2 separate regions of the Oryctolagus cuniculus genome follow, and region 1 is linked to region 2. The links are chromatin contacts, called in public Hi-C maps. All regions are on one chromosome and are shown on one strand. The core of a region is the stretch at or near the end of the contact, and the rest is flanking DNA. Distances in the headings are between cores, read along the strand shown.

Region 1 (3,170 bases), core at 614-3,113, 190 kb after region 2:
GCCCTCACAGGGGTAACGCGGCTGCAAGTAGTTTGGGCTCCCGGGCCACAAAGATCAAACGCACGTGCCCAGTGCGCAGCCCGCAGCCCACTACAGGTTTAGGGCTGGGACGTGCGGGAGAGGAGTGGGAGGAAAGAGTAAGGGGAAAGGAGCCGTCCTCAAGGGCCTTTTATTTCTTTTTTCATTTTTTAAAAGCTGCTGAGCAAAGGCGAAGCGAAGTGCAGCACCAACGCGGCGCCGGGAGGTGTGCGCGACAGCCAAGGTGTCAGGGGAGCAAGCAGCGAGCTCGCGCCGCCGACCCTCACCCACGGTGTCTCCTGCACCTTCTCGGTGCGCGACCCCCAAGGGAAGGAAACTGTGTCCAGCAGTCCTGAGCGGGCGGAGCTGACCGAGGCTGCGTCCACACAACGCAGGGTAAAACCGAAGTCTAAGAAATGTGGAACGGGTCTAGGCGACCGGAGCACTCGGCTTCTTTGACCAACTGCGACGACCTCCATGGTCGCTTCACTTAGGCGCCGCTGGAGCCGCGGGCCCCAGCCCCGGCCTCCCGCGCGAGGCCTCTCAGCAACCGGCTGCTTCCTGCCCCGCGCGCCTGGCAGTCCCAGGCTGCGCCATCGCCGCTGCCTCCTGGCGCTCTGCGTGTCTGTGCGCCGCTGAGGCGCTCCCCGCTTCGGGCTCCCGGCCCTTCTCCTTACCCATACGCTGGTTCCCGATAGATCTTCACTACTTTGGAAGAACTCACAAAACAAAACCAACTCCCCAACACCTGCTCTAGCGCGCGGGGCTCCGCGGGACAGCGCCTAAGTGGAGGGAGGAGTCTAATTGGCGAAGCCACGCGCTCGGAGCCCCCCACGGTGCGAACACTGCCGCGCAACGTAGAGCCGAGGCAGGCTCTCCCTGTCCCGCTGCGTCCTGGGCCTCGTGTCCATCGCTTTGCTGACCAGAAGCAGAGGCAGTGCCTGGCAGAGCGGTCTCAGGAGCCAACCTCTCTCCGCAAGCATCGCATCCGAACCCTCCCCATTTCCATTCCTCTTTCTCCCTCAACTGGGCGCCGGGATGCTCCGGCCAGAGTATAGGCAGGCTCCGGGTGTTTTCCCCAAGGGTTCTCTTTCCTCCCAAACTAGCCTCGCTTTTCCCGGCTTAACCGCACAACTGGATACTCCTTGGGAGAAAAGGAAAATACGGGCCGCTGGCAGCAGTTTTAGGTAGGCGGCAACCGCCCCCCTCTCAGACCTTACCAACTAACCCACGCCCAGACGATCCAACACGCCCCGCTTAGCGTAACTGATGCCCAGCTGGGGCGCTTTTGCCCTGGGTCTCGACCCCCGGAATCCACAAAGGGGCCGCCCCCACCCCAGTGACCCGAGGATTACGGACATCATCCCAACTCGACGGCTCGTAAAGCAAGAGCCGAAGTCGCGGGCGCAAATACCCAGGGTATCCGCCTCTTTCTTCGCTCCCCTTCAGTTCCCGCCCTCTTGGATCCCACCTGCTCCTCCCTCCAGCCCGCCCTCTAGGATGAACCACCCAGCTCCAAGGATGCAGAGGGGGTCACACGGCTTACCTGGAGGGACTCGCCCGCGGCCTTGAGGCGCCCACACTCCTGAAAGCTAGGATGGGGCGGTGGGGGGAGGGCTGCGCCACACAGGCCTGCTGAGAGCGCGTGGCGGGTGGGAGAGGAGGGTGTCTCGGCGAGGGACGCTCCCTCAGGCCCGCCCCCCCCCGCCCCCGCGGCGAGGGCGCCCCCAAGGAGCTGTGCGCGCTGACCAGCGCGGCTAGGGCTGCGGTGTGAATGGAGCGGCCGAGCCTCCAGGCTCCTCCTCCTCCCCCGCCGCCGGCCCCTCTTATTTGAGCTTTGGGAAGCTGGGGGCAGCCAGGCAGCTGGGGTAAGGAGTTCAAGGCAGCGCCCACACCCGGGGGCTCTCCGCAAGCCGACCGCCTGTCGGCTCCCCCCTTCCCGCCCTACCTCCCACTCACGCACCCACCCACCCAGCCACCCAGAGCCGGGACGGCAGCCCAGGATCCGGGGCCCTGCCGCCTCCTCGCCGCGATCCTGGACTTCCTCCCGCCGCAGGAGCCGGATTCCACGTGTGCCCCGGAGCCGGCATCTCAGCACGCGCTCTGCTCGGGGCCCGCGTGCCTTCAGCAGCCCGAGCAGCCGGGAGTTCGGGGCCCGGGCGGCATCTGGGCCAAGTTAGGTGCGGCCGAGTCCAGCGCCGAGCGTCCGCAGGGCCGGAGAGGCCGCGGGGCGTCCGCGGTTGAGCTGCAGCAGATGGGCTCCGACGTGCGGGACCTGAATGCGCTGCTGCCGGCCGTCCCCTCGCTGGGCGGCGGCGGCGGCTGCACCCTGCCAGTGAGCGGCGCCGCGCAGTGGGCGCCGGTGCTGGATTTCGCGCCCCCGGGCGCCTCGGCTTACGGTTCGCTGGGCGGCCCCGCGCCGCCGCCCGCTCCGCCGCCACCCCCGCCGCCGCCGCCGCCGCCTCACTCCTTCATCAAACAGGAGCCGAGCTGGGGCGGCGCGGAGCCGCACGAGGAGCAGTGCCTGAGCGCCTTCACGGTCCACTTCTCGGGCCAGTTCACCGGCACAGCGGGAGCCTGCCGCTACGGGCCCTTCGGCCCTCCTCCGCCCAGCCAGGCCTCCTCTGGCCAGGCCAGGATGTTCCCCAACGCACCATACCTGCCCAGCTGCCTCGAGAGCCAGCCAGCTATTCGCAACCAGGGTGAGTCGGCGGGGGAGCGCGAGGCGGCGGCGCCGGAGCTGTCGCCGCGCGTGGCCTCTCCTCTCCCCTCCCCCGTCCCGGATCTCAGCTCTGGCCCCGCAGCCTCCGCTATGGCCGTGCGGGTGGCGGAAGCGTTGGCCAGGGAGCGGGGGAGCGCACGCCAGTAGAGGCTCCCGACATTCTCCACAGCGCGGCAGAGCGGGGAGCCTAGCGGTTCGCATGAGCCGGGAGTCCGCCTGGGGCCCCGCGAATCCTCCCCTCACGGGAATGGAACAAGGGGAAGGGTACAGAGTGCGGCCAGGCCTCGGGCCACGAGTTGTTTTTTTTTTTTTTTTTCCCCTGCTTTTGGCGCCTCCAAATTATCACTAGGCATTGCACTTTTTAGACGTGTGTAGATGGTGGGGTCAGGTTGGGAGCAGCGCGGGTGAGCATCCCGGGCCTGCCTCCCCG
Region 2 (3,111 bases), core at 371-2,870:
ACCTGGAAGAAGCTCCTGGCTTTGTATCAGCACAGCTCCGGCCGTCGTGGCCAATTGGGGAGTGAACCAGCGGATGGAGGACGACCTCTCTCTCTGCCTCTCCTCTCTCTGTGTAACTCTGATTTTCAAATAAAGAAATAAATCTTAAAAAAAAAAAAAAGCAAACTTTCCGAGAACTATTGAACAGTTTACTGTTTTTATGCTATCCTCACTAGCTAACAAGTGGTTATGGACCAGTACAAGCAACGGAAAGCAAGTACAGGGAAAGAACTGCCCATTTTTCAACTCTAACCAAGCTGAAAATTTGAGCAGTTGAACTCTGGAAGGAATTGGTATTTTCCTGAAAGGAACAGCTGGTGTGAAACGGATGCGTTCTAAGAACAGTAGCAGAGCCTTAAAAAGGGCCACTTAAAATAAGATCAATGACAAGAACTTCCTCCATCAGGTTCCTTACAGTATGTATGTAACTTCTTTTTCAGGAACTTAACAGCCGATTGTTGGCAAAATGCTTGGTTTTTTTGGTCTTTCATTTTCCTTTCTGTGCTCACCTCCCTCCTTACCCTTGGCATTTCTCGTTGCTTTATCTATCCCCTTCTTACTTTTCAGAGGTGTAGGACTGCATTCCTACCATGAGAGGAAAAAAAAGTCCTACCTACAATTCTAGATGTTAGATCAGAATGAAGCTATGAAAAACAAAATTTCCACATTCTAGTAGTAGAAAAAAATGACAAGCTTATACTACTTCACAGAGTTGTTAGCTATAAAAAATTAAAGACTATGTAATGGCATGTTGGGTTTAATTCCCACCAACTAAACTTTTATTACGGGGGAAATTGTAAACATCGGCTCTGCACATCAAAGAGCAAACTCCAGTCAATTTAAAAATATCAGAATCGCCCACTAAGCGCTATGGAGCGGACACTTGCACAGGGTTACAGAACAATTCCCACTCGTGCACAAGGACGAGTGAAAACACACGGGCCAGCCCTGCCTCTGTGACTGCACAACCCCAAATGCATTCTGATCGTCACCACGCGATGACCTTTGCCGGACTGCTCCTGTGGGCTACCGACTCGCCACCTCCCACAGCGGCGGCGGCTGCTGCACTCGGAAGACGGAAGCAGACACCGTTCCTCGTCAGAAACTTCTCGGCCGTCCGACAGCAGGCTAGCAGAGTCCCGACGCCGACCAGGAAGCGGGCTGGCGGGCCTCGCCGGCCAGCAGCCCCGGGACGCGTGTCCCCGCCTGCCTCGCCGCCTCTCTACGCCTGCACCTACGCGACGGGCGCCCCGGAGTGGGCTCCGCAGGGCGGCGTCGCGTCCGCCCGGCCCCAGCTCGGCCGCGGTCCCTCACGCCCGAGACGTCCCCCCCCCACTCCACCCCGGCGGCACCCGCGGCGCCCGGGAGCACACCTGGTCTTCCTCACTGATGTCGATGAAGGCCGGGACGCTCATGGCGAAGGCCCGGGAACCGCGGACGCTCCACTCGCAAACCACGCCGACCGGAAAAGGGAGCAAAGCCGCGCGGCGGCTCCGCAAACTGCTTCCGGGTCAGCGGGCCCGGGTCCTAGTGGGGCAGGGCCGCGGAAGCCAATCCCAGGGCGTACGACAGCTGAGGCTTGGGGGCGTGGCGGACGCGCTGGGCGGGGCTCGTGGGCGGGACCTGCTGGGCTTCGTATCCGGGATTCCTCCCTGCGGTGTCACCATCCTGAGCCCTGCAAGTGTAAGCCTATTGGGCAGTGAAAATGACTTGTGCGAGAACAAGAACTGCCAGGAGCAGCTGCGGGGCCCTGCCTCGGTGTCCACACCGCCCAGGCTGTGGAACCCGCTCTGGGCGGCCCCAAGACAGCCTTCGCGCAGGCCACTCTCATTTGAAGGCACACACGGAACGCAAACCGCTAACAAGGAATTCGGAAGGCAGCCCAGGGTGCATCGTGCTTTTACAGCAAGGACTCAAGCGATGGAATCCCAGCTGCATCGCTCGAGGGCCACTGCCTATAAACTTCCGGGTTTGCGTTTCCCTTTGGGTACTTACCTGGTTCGAAGGAAAAAACCCTAAGACAGGTTCAGCTTAACAGTTTCGCTGAGCAACGAACGATTTGGAAACTTAGCAGCCCTCAGAACCAGAACAGCTCTGGCCTGTAGCTCGGTCCGGCAGCATTTATGGTCAGAGAACGGAAATGAGGGACAGACGCCTTGATTGGCAACAGCTAGGTGCTTTGCTTTATTGGTGTTAGGTGATCACCTGACATTGCCTGACGCTCAGTTTCGATTGGTGTAAGAGTGTACTAAAGTCTTTCACGTAGTCCTTTGGCAGTTCCTCTTATGAGGCCTGGAGGAGAGGGGCCATCCTCAGGTCACACTGCTCAATTTGACAACTTCATGGGGTTGTGAGGAATAAGCAAATTAAAGTAGAAAGCACTTAGAACAGGTGAGCACGGTATTAGCTCTTATTAAATAATACTGTGTGGGACACGTTACGTAGCGCTATTAAGATAAACACAGAGGCCAGCGCCACAGCTCAACAGGCTGATCCTCCACCTTGCGGCGCCGGCACACCAGGTTCTAGTCCTGGTCGGGGCGCCGGATTCTGTCCCGGTTGCCCCTCTTCCAGGCCAGCTCTCTGCTGTGGCCAGGGAGTGCAGTGGAGGATGGCCCAAGTGCTTGGGCCCTGCACCCCATGGGAGACCAGGAGAAGCACCTGGCTCCTGCCATCGGTTCAGCACGGTACGCCCGCCGCAGAGTGCCGGCCGCGGCGGCCATTGGAGGGTGAACCAACAGCAAAGGAAGACCTTTCTCTCTGTCTCTCTCACTGTCCACTCTGCCTGTCAAAAAAAAAAAAAAAAAAAAAAAAAAGATAAACACAGAAAAGGTGTGCAGGTAGGTGGGTGTGCCCACGCACACAGCCACTCGCGCCTTTTTAGCTAGAGTAATCAAAATGACTCAAATGTATTGTGACTTGAAGGAAATGAAAAAGTAATGACAGATCTTCAGGGAAGCTTTCATGTAAAAGAAAGCAAGGCAAAGGGCCTGAGGCAGGTGCCAGGAGACCTGTGGGCACGGTTTGAGTAAGGGGAGAGCGATAGGAGATGACTTAATCATTGACAGGTGG

What was found. Hi-C and Micro-C count contacts between places; a contact is called where the count stands out from the background.
Region 1: a Hi-C map of an unstated tissue shows a contact between it and region 2, with 3 times the contacts expected there. The contact joins the promoter of WT1 here to the promoter of EIF3M in region 2. A contact is called at or near these places in 2 of 6 Hi-C or Micro-C datasets (embryonic fibroblasts and an unstated tissue).

What each region holds. Positions count from the first base shown.
Region 1 is chr1:33,511,223-33,514,392 of mOryCun1.1, forward strand. It overlaps WT1 (WT1 transcription factor), which reads left to right and starts at 1,864. Exons shown (of 9, transcript XM_070071870.1): 1 at 1,864-2,720. The coding sequence starts at 2,273.
Region 2 is chr1:33,319,952-33,323,062 of mOryCun1.1, forward strand. It overlaps EIF3M (eukaryotic translation initiation factor 3 subunit M), which reads right to left and starts at 1,621. Exons shown (of 11, transcript XM_002709033.5): 1 at 1,413-1,621. The coding sequence starts at 1,454.